Linked DNA regions of Zea mays: region 1 is linked to region 2. A link is a contact called in public Hi-C data. All regions are on one chromosome and are shown on one strand. The core of a region is the stretch at or near the end of the contact, and the rest is flanking DNA. Distances in the headings are between cores, read along the strand shown. Region 1 holds the start of LOC100501429. Region 2 has its middle 93 kb from the start of LOC542391.

The links. Hi-C and Micro-C count contacts between places; a contact is called where the count stands out from the background.
Region 1: a contact with region 2 is called in a Hi-C map of tassel, with 2.4 times the contacts expected there. The contact joins the promoter of LOC100501429 here to the enhancer-like site in region 2. A contact is called at or near these places in 3 of 25 Hi-C or Micro-C datasets (endosperm, leaf and tassel).

What each region holds. Positions count from the first base shown.
Region 1 is chr1:278,065,999-278,072,672 of Zm-B73-REFERENCE-NAM-5.0, forward strand. It overlaps LOC100501429, which reads left to right and starts at 3,103. Exons shown (of 5, transcript XM_008667120.3): 1 at 3,103-3,391; 2 at 3,484-3,580; 3 at 3,775-3,863; 4 at 5,041-5,152; 5 at 5,395-6,082. The coding sequence starts at 3,245. The coding sequence ends at 5,585.
Region 2 is chr1:277,938,799-277,945,594 of Zm-B73-REFERENCE-NAM-5.0, forward strand. No RefSeq gene overlaps it. Among protein-coding and RNA genes, the nearest start is that of LOC542391, 93 kb to the left of the region's middle. Within about 2 kb of position 4,268, at least 13 of the 20 cell types and tissues checked have an H3K27ac peak or open chromatin away from gene starts, as enhancers often do. A contact at or near this core is called in tassel, where this site is marked.

The sequences.
Region 1 (6,674 bases), core at 1,853-4,352, 130 kb after region 2:
ATTTTATCTAATGTCAAGCGTGATCATCTCACATAAACACGTCGCAATAAAACATTGTGTTATTTTTTTGTTGTTTCAGGAGTTGATAAAAAGTTGCTAGATCTAGGAAGAAAATGGGGTTAGATGAGAAGTATCTAAATTTAGAATGTTTATTTAGATCTGTTGGATAGAAGTTTTTAGAACAACTAGTCAAATTATTGATTTAGAGAGTATTTTAGAGAACTACTGAAGTTGCTCTTAGTTGGAGGTGTTTGAAGATCTAAAACTAATTTTAATTGCTAACTATTAGTTTTAGAGGTTCCAAACAAGACCCATAGAACAAACATAGGAGATTGAAAATTTTCTCGCGTTTCAAAGGGACCTAATGTTTAGGTGATACTATGCACTACAAATTAGAGCATTCCACCAATTATAACGACCGTGAGAAGACTTGATAGTTAGCAAACATCCTATATGTAGTATTTACGACCATCTTTGAACTTGCATTGGCAAGGGATATCATTCTAGTCCCTAACTTAAAGTGCTATTTTGGGGTCACTAAACTTAGCTGTCATTGTTATCTGGATCTCTAATTTATCAATTGCCATTTTCTAGTATCTAAACTTAACTCGCTGTGGTTTTTTAAGGGTGCGAAAAATGAGAGATAAAGTGACAAAACATGTGCAATACGCTATATATACATGGTGCTACTATGAAATGCTCCATCCGTTCCAATTTATAATTTGTTTGACTTTTTTACCATGAATTTGACCGACTTGTCTTACTTAAATTTTTTTATAGTTATTATTAAATTTTACTGTAATATCATTTAATATATAATAGTATACTTTAAGTATGACTTTAAAAATTTTATATTTTTTAAAAAATGGATAAGACGAGGCAAAAAAATTGGTGTAAAAAAGTCAAACGAATTATAAAATTAGACGGAGAGAGTACAATTTTTTTCATGTACCAGAGGGACCCTAAGTCCCACCTTGTGTCACACATCTACCCTTTTATCCTTACTATCCCCTCTCCTCTCCTGGTCTTTGTCTTCGTATTATCATTGCCATTCTTCTTGCTTAATCACATTGTCCCTAGCTATCCTCATCTTGGTTATATCGTCATTGGTATGGAGAGATTGATGGCCCAAGTGCCACAACATGCACCTAAGTTGGCTCTATAAGAAAAATGGATCGTGGCCTATTTAAAGTATTGTTTTGGTGTTTCATGCTCAACATAACCATTTGGACTAGCATTATTTGCTATGCTTTGAGGTATAGTTCAAATGATGCATAATTATACATGAACTAAGGCAAAAGGTTGATCTAGATGATCAACACCCCAAGCAACACATTAACAAGAGATGTTGAAGACCGATAGATAATGGCTTGCTGCATGAGCATTTTAATAAGTCAAACTTTTAACAATATATTGTGTTTAGTTATGATTGACCCAAGTAGAAACCACATGATCAATATATGGGTTTTTTGAGCCACTCGTAACCATGGGCATGACTGGTATATAATTTTCACACTTTATAGCGAGAGTCATGAATTACCTTATGATAGGCTTAAATACTCTCATTATACACTTCCAAGGTGTATGTTAGGTTTAACTATTTAGTTTTTCAGAAATTTATCTAGTAAATTGCTAGCTTATACGAACACCTTTCAAATGCCACAATACCCTTTATTCAAAACATATCACCTCCTAGCTATACACATAAGCTAGATGTTGTACTATTCATCCACTAGAATATTAGACAAGGTCTCTATACTTGACTAAACCCAGAGCTATAATAAGCACTCGGCTTCACTATAAGTCCCAAATTTTGCTTACAGATGAGTCGTTGGAGAGAGGAATTTAGAGCATCATAAGAAAAGACATGCTCTAGTCTCTGATTCTGTGCGTCTAAAAATCACCTTTTACATCTGTGCACTAAACCATTAATCAGGTATAGATCAAGTATAATTAAATTAAGCACTAGCCAAACTACCCTTATGCAATAATAAGCCATATGTATCAAGGAAGAAGGTAGTAAGACTAGGAAATCCTTAATGCATTTGAAATTTAGGACACATGCAACATGAATTATTAATGAATTTATTGTGTATAGGTACAAAGAAATCCCATCCTACACTGGTGAAATTATTGTGTATTGATCAAGCAATTAAAATTACATGAGAAAGAAAATACAGAAGATATGGAGGAAGACAATAATAATGAGCAATAATATTGTATCACTTTTTTATGAACTATGTAATTTTTATTTTTTATGTTTATTTTTTATCGAATTATGTATTTTTTCTTAATTATGTGATTAGATGATTTTTTCTAAATAAAATACCATGTTTCATTTTACATAACAATCTTTAAAATAAAAATTGAGATGACTTTAGGTTAACAATAAAGACTGTACATTTTAATAAATGAAGACCGACGATGATCGATAGTGTGGATGATAGTGACGTTTCAGATGGTAAAACAATAGCCAGGTGTATTGGATCCAGCCTAAGGCCTTGTTCGTTTCCGTCGGATTGCACCCGGAATCGTTCCAGCTAATCAAAATTTATATAAATTAGAGAAGCAATCCGGTCAGGAATCGTTCCGATCCACCAATCCGGCAGAAACGAACAAGGCCTAAGGGTTGTTCGGTTGCTCAGGAATGATGGCTTGGAACTATTCGTGACTGGATTGTTTACCTATTTTATATAAGATTTTATCCGGTGGAATAATTCTAGGTCCAATTCTGGACAACCGAACAGGCCCAAGCCGAGTTCATTTTTTTGGTCTGTCTTGGGTCAGATAGCGATAATATATGAACATATCGTATCACTCGTTACTTTATTTATTACATAGCTATTTTAATGGCGGGGCGGACGGTGAACTGGTGATATTGTTATATGGCTGTCATTTTTCCCCTACAAATCGTAGGTCAAGTGTCCAGAGATGAGAGATCAGTTACCTTCGCGATAGCTAAAGAAAGCAGAATGAATTTCTTCCTTTCGCAATGTATCCATGGCAACAAGTTTGGGCTAGATCTGAGACGAGACATTTGGTTTGGCCCGGTAAGTTAACTTTTCGGCCTAACTCAATCGACACCATTGTCCAAGCTAAAAGGCCCAACTTAATAGGCTGCCACTTGCCAGTAGAACCGTTTGCCTCTCGCCTGCATCCTAGTCCGGCGGCCGCACCCGGGCAGCTCCGGCGGTTCCCCGCCGCCGTCCTCCGTCTATCCCCGACTGCGCTAGAGCTCCGTCTCATGGGGGCGTCCGAATCTCTCCTATCTAGGCAGCAGCTTCAGCAGCCGCGGCCTCAGTGGGCGGATGAGATCACGACGGTGTCCGAGGGCCGGCGCGACGACGCCGACGCCGATCCCCTCGTCCGCCGTATCCGGTCTCTCACCATAGTAAGTCCTGAACTCTCGTCTCCTGATATCTCACTATAGTAAGGCCTGATATTAACGCTTCTGACTGGTGTTACGATGTTGAGGATTTGTAGGCTCCTCCGCTATTGAGCTCCCAATCTGAAGCGGAAGCAGAGAGCAGCCTCACGGATATCCTCGTCGGGAAGCCCTCTAACTCCTCAGCCACCTCTGGTGAGTGGCTGCCAGCCAGGACGCTATTTTGGTTAGTTTGTATGTTACTGTGCAGGCGAGATTTTACATAGTAGTGTTTGGGTATATAATTGACTAATTGGAAGCACGCTGTACTCGAAATAATTTGCATCAAGCATTGTTGCATTTCCATTATTGTTGTTGAAGCTTACAATGTCACGCTAATTTATTTGTAGGAAATCTGAACCCAAATGTCCTAGCTGAGCTTTTCGCCATGTACCGCGAATGGCAAGAAGAGAATGCCAAGAAAATTAGCCGAAAACAGGTAGGTGGGAATTGTTGTAAGAGTTCTCTCTTTCAGTTATTGCTTATTGAGGGGACTCAATCAGGATATGGCATTGTGGTTCGAGTCACTAGTTTAAGCCCTACAGTATGCTATCATATTGTTGTCAATATAAAGCACATCGCTTCATTTGTTTGCAGTTATTCTCTGTTGATATTTGACCTTGACAGCAAGGCGAATAATATAAATAAATCAGAGTCTCAGTTACCAAAGGCCTTTTGTTCTATGTGTTCTGTGCAACTGTGTTGCTTGTTATGTTTGTCATCATATAGACACGATACAAAATAAAAAGACAGACCCAGTACTGGAGCCTCTCATATAAGGCGTCTGGTGATAGGGTAAAGTGGTAAACTGAGGCAACCCTTCCCTCCACAAATGTGGAGAAGCTGCTTAGAAACCTGACCTGGTGACACAGTTCTCCCCGTTGCACTAGGCAGGCCTTCGTCACCATATAAACATGATCTTGTGAATTAATGTGAAACTGGTTTTTAGGCTGTTTCCAACCTGTGACCTGATGACTTAGTGAGACAGCGCTTACCATTGCGCTAGGCCTGCTCTTCACCACCATATAAACATGATCTTGTGAATTAATGTGAAACTGGTTTTTGTAGTAGTAAATATCAACTTGATGGGCAAAAAACAGTTGCTCTTTCAGTCTAGACATTGAATTCTGAGTTTACTTGCATGAATTCTCAAGGAGAAGATTTGATATTCACTTATATGAATAGTTGTCACTTTTTCTGAGTTTCCTTTTACTGCCTGTTTGGATCCCATGAATTGAAACAAATATCTAGAAAGTGCTTCTCATATTATTATTATTAGATTACTTTTGAATTCCTCTCAATTCCAGGGAACCAAACAGGGCATTAGTTTCATTGTTATAACCGATATTGGTCCTAGCATATTCATGTCATTGTTGAACTGCAGTGTTTATATTAGTTATGCAGCTCTGCATAAAGTATGAAGGAGAAATTAACTAATAAATTCTAAATGTTCGAGGTAAACATGCAAGCGGTATTTGGATGCTTACAGAACATGTCTCTACAATCTGACTTAGGAGACTTAACACTGCCACCGCAATAGCTTGGCAACTACTTCATTTTTGTTTGTTGTGGCTGGTTTATGATAAGCAGATCCAACATGGAACGTCTTGGTGCAGGAGGAGATAGAAAACAAGATAGAAACAGCTGATGCATTGGCAGTTAAACTTCTCCAGCGGTTCAATTATTGTCTTACTTACATGAGATCCACCTCCCACAATCTTGCTGAAGGTAATGATGTAATTTTATTTCGTAAGTAGGTCGTCATCTGTATATGTAAGGAAGCCATCCATCGCATTGTTAGGTATTTTGGCTCTAGTCTAATTGAGGCAAGCGAGCACAACTAGCGATGTCAGCTTGTGTTGCTATTACTACCTGTTCCGTGATAGCAGCTATTGATACCTGTTCCGTGGTTTAGAATATCACGGGAGTGCCCAAATTACATGCTGACATTCCCCCCTTCGATATTACAGTGCATCCGCTGCAGATCGAAGTTGGTGAGTCAAAGGGCAGGTTAACTGAAGTCATAAGCAACTGCGATGCATTGTGTAAGAGAATTGCTGCAGAAGGACCAGAAAGCCTACGATCATCTGTTCAACCTTTCATGGCTGCTAGAGCGGAGGCAGAAGGGAGTGGTTCACTTGACCCAAAACAAGAGTCCTGAATTGTACAATCTAACTGCTGACAGCATGCGCAAAGAAACTTCAGAGGATGATTAGTTTGTCCTGAACAAATATATTATATAAACACGTTTAGGAATTGTTCGGTTATTCTCAATACATATGGATTGGATGAGATTGGAAAAAATTAAGAAGAAGTTTGACTTGTTTGGGATTCAAACCTATCAAATCCCACTCAATTCACGTGGATTGAGAGCTAATCGAACAAGCCCTTATAATGTTGGAAAACATGTTTTAGTCTTAGAAACCGTCTACATTGACACTAGTATATCTATCACGTTAACCAACGTATCATTCGAATGGAGAATTGTATCATTCGAATAGAGAATTGTAGATCTTTACTACTAGACGCATAGCGTAGATGTAGTGGAAGTAGTCGAATGTTCTTGTGTTCATTCATCCTCAAGTTTGTTGTTGATTACTGTCGCAATAATAGCAGCTTCTCCACGGTGTTCACACATGTGGTGATGAAACGATGTAATACCATTGTGCTAGCATAATATCACATCCAGCTTTAAGGACAAAATTGAATGCACATGTATATGTGCTCTATGTGCTCTGAAGTTTTCTTACCGATCAATGACATCATTAGTGACAACAATATACTATATTCAAATTAAAACATTGCTAACTTACTACAGATGGATTCTATGTCAAAAGAGAAAGGTACAACTATCATAGCAAAACATCAAAGGTTAGCGAAACTAGTAGTACTAGTAGCTGCAAGCTGCCTCCATAGGCATTGACCGAGAAAGAGTCTAGTCTTCACCTTCGTCAACACCCGCGCAAGTTTGAATCCTTATTGTTCTCAACAAGTGTGGTAAAAATGTTATACAGACTAGAGTCAAGAAAAATCTAGAAAAGGCTAAACTTGGTTCTTTTACTCAAAATGCTTTTAGTTCAAATTCATTTATAAAAGCAATTAATTATTATGTGATTCTCAACTCACAATTATTCTTGTAAACAAGATCATTTATTGTAACATAAACCCATAACAATCAACTAAACCATAACTCAACTAATCGTGTGAGGATCCATGCCGCTTGAGCACGATTGTCATGACAGTTTTATCT
Region 2 (6,796 bases), core at 3,018-5,517:
CAAGCCCCAAGAGCATGGTATGAATGCCTTAGAGATTTCCTTATCGCTAATGGCTTCAAAGTCGGCAAGGCCGATCCTACTCTATTCACTAAAACTCTTGACAATGATTTGTTTGTATGCCAAATTTATGTTGATGATATTATATTTGGGTCTACTAACGAATCTACATGTGAGGAATTTAGTAGGATCATGACACAAAAATTCGAGATGTCTATGATGGGGGAGTTGAAGTATTTTCTAGGATTTCAAGTCAAGCAACTCCAAGAGGGCACCTTCATTTGTCAAACAAAATACACTCAAGACATTCTAACCAAGTTTGGAATGAAGGATGCCAAGCCCATCAAGACTCCCATGGGAACAAATGGGCATCTCGACCTCGACACGGGAGGTAAGTCCGTGGATCAAAAGGTATACCGGTCGATGATTGGTTCATTGCTTTATTTATGTGCATCTCGACCGGACATTATGCTTTCCGTTTGCATGTGTGCAAGATTCCAATCCGACCCTAAGGAATCCCACCTTACGGCCGTAAAACGAATCTTGAGATATTTGGCTTATACTCCTAAGTTTGGGCTTTGGTACCCTCGGGGATCCACATTTGATTTAATTGGTTATTCGGATGCCGATTGGGCGGGGTGTAAGATTAACAGGAAGAGCACATCAGGGACTTGCCAGTTCTTGGGGAGATCCTTGGTGTCTTGGGCTTCAAAGAAGCAAAATTCGGTCGCTCTTTCAACCGCCGAAGCCGAGTACATTGCCGCAGGTCATTGTTGCGCGCAATTACTTTGGATGAGGCAAACCCTGCGGGACTACGGTTACAAATTAACCAAAGTTCCTTTGCTATGTGATAATGAGAGTGCAATCAAAATGGTCGACAATCCTCTCGAGCATAGCCGCACTAAGCACATAGCCATTCGGTATCATTTTCTTAGGGATCACCAACAAAAGGGGGATATCGAGATTTCTTACATTAACACTAAAGATCAATTAGCCGATATCTTTACCAAGCCTCTTGATGAACAAACTTTTACCAAACTTAGGCATGAGCTCAATATTCTTGATTCCCGCAACTTCTTTTGTTAGATTGCACACATAGCTCATTTATATACCTTTGATCATATCTCTTTTATATGCTATGACTAATGTGTTTCCAAGTCTATTTCAAATCAAGTCATAGGTATATTGAAAGGGAATTGGAGTTTTAGGCGAAGACAAAGGCTTCCACTCCGCAACCCATCCTTCGCCGTCGCTCCAAGCCACTCTCCATCTTTGGGGGAGAGAACAAAAGGACTTCATCTTTGGTATAATCTTAACTCATTTGTTTATGACCAAAGAGGAAGACATTACTTCGAGGGCTCTAATAATTCCGTTTTTGGCGATTCATGCCAAAGGGGGAGAGAATATGAGCCCAAAGCAAAAGGACCGCACCACCACCAATTTCAAAAACTTGTTTTCCAAGAGTATTTATCAATTGGTATCCTATTGTGTTCAAAAGAGGGAGAAAGTAGTATTTCAAAAATGATTTATCAAAACCCTCTTGAACACTAAGAGGAGGATCTCCTTTAGGGGGAGTTTTGTTTAGTCAAAGGAAAAGCATTTGAAACAGGGAGAGAAAATTTCAAATCTTGAAAATGCTTTGCAAAATCCTATTCATTTACCTTTGACCATTTGCAAAAGAACTTTGAAAAGGATTTACAAAAGAGTTTGCAAAAACAAAACATGTGGTGCAAGCGTGGTCCAAAATGTTAAATAAGAAAGAAACAATCCATGCATATCTTGTAAGTAGTTATATTGGCTCAATTCCAAGCAATCTTTACACTTACATTATGCAAACTAGTTCAATTATGCACTTCTATATTTGCTTTGGTTTGTGTTGGCATCAATCACCAAAAAGGGGGAGATTGAAAGGGAATTAGGCTTACACCTAGTTCCTAAATAATTTTGGTGGTTGAATTGCCCAACACAAATCTTTGGACTAACTAGTTTGCTCTAGTGTATAAGTTATACAGGTGTCAAAGGTTCACACTTAGCCAATAGAAAGACCAAGTGTTGGGTTCAACAAAAATGCAAAGGAGCAACCGAAGGCTCCTCTGGTCTGGCGCACCGGACTGTCCGGTGTGCCACCGGACATGTCCGGTGCACCAGAGGACTCAGGTTTCAAACTCGTCACCTTCGGGAATTTCCAGAGGCCACTCCGCTATAATTCACCGGACTGTCCGGTGTGCACCGGACATGTCCGGTGCTCCAAGGAAGGGCGGCCCCAGGAACTCGCCAGCCTCGGATTTTCATTCCAGCCGCTCCGCTATAATTCACCGGACTGTCCGGTGTGCACCGGACTGTTCGGTGCATCTGCGGAGCAACAGCTACTTCAGGCGCCAACGGCTACCTGCAGCGCATTTATTGCGCGCCAGCGCGCGCAGAGGTCAGGCACGCCCACGCTGGCGCACCGGACACTCTACAGTACATGTCCGGTGCGCCACCGGACATCAAGGCGGGCCCAGAAGTCAGAACTCCAACGGTCGATTTCCAACGGCACTGGTGACGTGGCGGGGGCACCGGACTGTCCGGTGTGCACCAAACTGTCCGGTGCGCCATCGAACAGACAGCCCAGCCAACGGTCAAGTTTGGTGGTTGGGGCTATAAATACCCCAACCACCCCACCATTAATGTGTATCCAAGTTCTCTACTTCCCAACTACTACAAGAGCTCTAGCATTCAATTCTAGACACACCAAAGAGATCAAATCCTCTCCATATTCCACACAACGCCCTAGTGACTAGTGAGAGAGATTTGCTTGTGTTCTTTCGAGCTCTTGCGCTTGGATTGCTTCCTTCTTTCTTGATTCCTTTTTGTAATCAAACACTCACTTGTAATTGAGGCAAGAGGCACCAATTGTGTGGTGGCCCTTGCGGGAAGTTTGATTCCCAAGTGATTTGAGAAGAGAAGCTCACTCGGTCCGAGGGACCGATTGAGAGAGGGAAGGGTTGAAAGAGACCCGGCCTTTGTGGCCTCCTCAACGGGGAGTAGGTTTGCAAAAAACCGAACCTCGGTAAAACAAATCCGCGTGTCACACTCTTCATTTGCTTGCGATTTGTTTTGCTCCCTCTCTCGCGGACTCGTTTATATTTCTAACGCTAACCCGGCTTGTGGTTGTGATTATTTTTGAGAATTTCAGTTTCGCCCTATTCACCCCCCCTCTAGGCGACTTTCAGTTCTTCATGGAGGCGAAGGATGAGGCTTTCACTCATGCTCGAGAGTTGATTCTTCGGTTGCATAATGAGTTTCCCAAAAATGACATGAGAGCGATTCGCAGTGACAACGACACATAATTCAAGAATACTCGCTTTGAAACCTTTTGTGCTTCTTTGGGTATCGAGTATTAGTTTTTTTTCTCTCCGTATGTACATCAACAGAATGATATTGTTGAACACTAGAATTGAGCACTTGCATAGTTATGGATTTGTTATAGTTGATGACTTCTCAAGATAAACACGAGTTTTCTATCTATGTAACAGGAGGCGTTTTTATCAAGGGATGAGACTTAGATCCACGAACTTTGAAATATATTTCTAGGTGGTTAAACTTGTTAAGTGGTATGCTACAGTGTTCCGTACGATCAAAAATAGACATGCGATGCATTATTTTTTATAAATTTAGGGATGTGCGGTACATCATTTAATAACTTCAAGGATTTAAAACTATATTTTTAAATTTTGTAGACCTATGTAATTAACATTCCTTTAGAGGCTAGGGTGGGTCACCGATGCATTTAACTCTTAATTATAAAACACGCCGACACTATTTAAAAAACGACTACGGATTCTGTCGACATGCTTCTTTTTCTCTTTTTATTTGAAAATTTGGTTTGACGGTTTAATAGTAATATAAAATCACTTAAGGCTTCGACATGCAGGTGGCTGGCTCTAGGTGAAGGAACCAAGGGTGATCTCTGAGAGGATCCCGGCCGCGTACGTCCGCTCGGCGGTCGCAGGGGCAGAGCTTCCAGGGGGGGTGACGACGACCTGTGCCTGACGGGGTGAGTGGTATTTCGCGCCCGAAAACCCGGAGCAGACGAGCCAGCAGTGCATGCAGCGCAAGCGCAGTGGAGGAGCAAGGCCGACCGAGTGGGTCTGCCTGCCTGCAATCTCTCGTCCGTCCCAAGCTCGAGCTGCTTGTCGCGAGGGGCGCTGTGTAGGGACAGCTACAGTGGGTAGCTAGGCAGGCTCGCTCTCGCGAGGTGTTGGTGTTGCTGTTGCGCGCGGTGGTAGCTAGACCGTAGACGTAGACAGCAGATAGTAGCCCTGCGACGCGAGCACATGCAGGCAGGGCCAGGCGCACGCATGTGGATGTGGGTGGGTGCCCGGCACGGTGGAACTCCGTCGTGGACGGTCGCGCGGAATTGGGCCCAGGCGCCCAGCGCCACCATGCTTGTACCAGTGCTCTGCTGTTCACTGGCAGTAGATTCTAATCATGCTCTCTCTCTCTCTCTCTCTCTCACAGTCTCTCTCTCTCTTCCTCCCACTCTCTCTCGTAGTCAGCTGCCCACTGTCTGCAGAAAGCTAGGTTTACGATCTATCCATGTGTCTCAAGGCGCCGAGGGCCTATTTGGAATATAGGATTCTGTAGACATAAAATTAGAAGAAGAAGAAAAAACATTTAGGCCTTCTTTGGAACAAAGGAAAAATAAAGAAATTTTGAAGGGTTGAAATTCTATAGAAAGTTTTCCTATGTGATCCTTTGGAGCAAATGATTGAGTTGCTACAAATCCCATAAAATTTATATGGAATGGAGCATTATAGTGAGATTTTGGAGGATTTTTAGCATGAGATCCAACCTCCTAGAAATTTTCCTATGGAATTGAAGGTGTCATGCAACTCTATCTCTATATTTTTTTTCTATCCTTATATTTTACTAATCATCCATTCCAAAGGAGGCCTTATGGCTAGTTGGAGAACTCCATTTCACAAGGGAATCCTATTTTCCCAAGGAAAAATAAAATTAATTTCATTGGGAAAATGGAAATGGTTTGGTAAAATAGGGTTCCCAAACTAGCCCTCCCGTGTAAAATGTCTTAACAATTTGAATTGTATGGAATTAAGGAAACATAAAAACGGTAAGATTAAACATTCACATGAAATACACCAAAAAACGTAGGAATTTAATAAGAGAATGACGGAAAGTGAATTTTTTAAGACGTTCAACCTCTTTATAGAGAATCCCTTTAAAAAAATCCGAGATGTCGAGTGAAACTGTATTTTAGGAAAAAGAGTATTTGGTGAAATTGCATGGGAAAAAACTAAAAATGACGTTTAGTTTCCTGAATCAGCAGATACAACATGCATGTTGCCTGATGCAACATATATGTACTGTGACGTGTGGTCCGCAACCTTCGTCCTGCATCCAGCGAGTCAATCTCTGGAGTGAAGCTCAATTTGAACATATTATTACATCGGTTTGCATCAATCTATACAATTGCATCCGCTCCTACATGATGGATACCGCAAGCAACCAACCAAATAGGCTGGACTACTGAACCGTCAGGACAACCAAACACACACTCGTTTCATCTCTTGGCTGGTGTCTTGAGATATCTCTAAGAGACTAAGTGAAAAAATTATAAGAGATCGTCTTTTTACGACTCCCCATACATATTGTATCTTATCTGCGTTTATAATTTAAAGTCTTAATAGGTGTTTGAATGCACTAAAACTAATAGTTAGTGGCTAAAATTAGTTGAGACATCCAAACATCCTAGCTAATAGTTCAACTATTATATATTTTTAGTAAATTAGTTAATAGTTAGGTAGCTATTTGTTAGCTAGCTAATTCTACTAACATGCATTTGTTAGCTATTTGTTAGCTAATAGTTCAACTATTAGATATTTTTAGTAAATTAGTTAATAGTTAGGTAGATATTTTTAAGGCGAGTCTTATAATTGTATTATATAGTCTCTTAGGTTGTGTTTGGTTTGGAGTCAAAATAGAATAGGATAGGGTCATCCCTAATTTAGAGGCAGGGTCATCCTTAAGAGTCACTACTGTTTTTGTTTGGTTGAAGTGATAAACTTGGATGGAATCAACCTAGTTTTTGTTTGGATGGTGGTTTTGTCACTTATTGGGAGGCAACACGTTTTTTTCAGCACCGCGACAGGGGTGGGGGCGACTTCATCCGCTCGTTTTTTGGGACGGCGCCGCCACCGAAAAATGGTCTAGAGTTCAACTCGCTCCTGCTTGACCCTCATCCAAACATGACTAAAACTGTGACCGTCTTGTTCCGTCTCTCTTTGTTCATTTAACCAAACGCACACTTAGCTGTCCTCGGCGATATCAATAGTGGTTCAAATTTCGCTGTCCGGTGTTAAAAACAAACGAGCCTTTTCATCACGTCACAGTTTCTCATATAACTGTTTCGTTGCTTACCGCAATTTAGGGCAACCCGCCGCACTTTGTTAGTACAATATGCCCCGCATGTCATACATTGGTTTCCTTGACCAATTTTTTTTGCAACGATCATGCTCTATTAATTGCCATCTGCTACGCTCATGATGAACTCTACTCGCACTGTATACGGGCACCCGCACTATTACGAAGCTACTGGCTCTAAAATAATCTCCTTAATGATACTATTTTTAGCATATAGGAGTAACTCGTAATATAAGTAACTCCATATAGGGTCTGTTTGGTTGGGCTGTGGCTGTGGAAAAAGTTGCTGTGGGCTGTGAGCTGTAGAAAAAGCTGCTGTAGGCTGTGTGCTGTTAAAAAGCTAAAAATCGTTTGGTGGAAACCACTAAAAGTC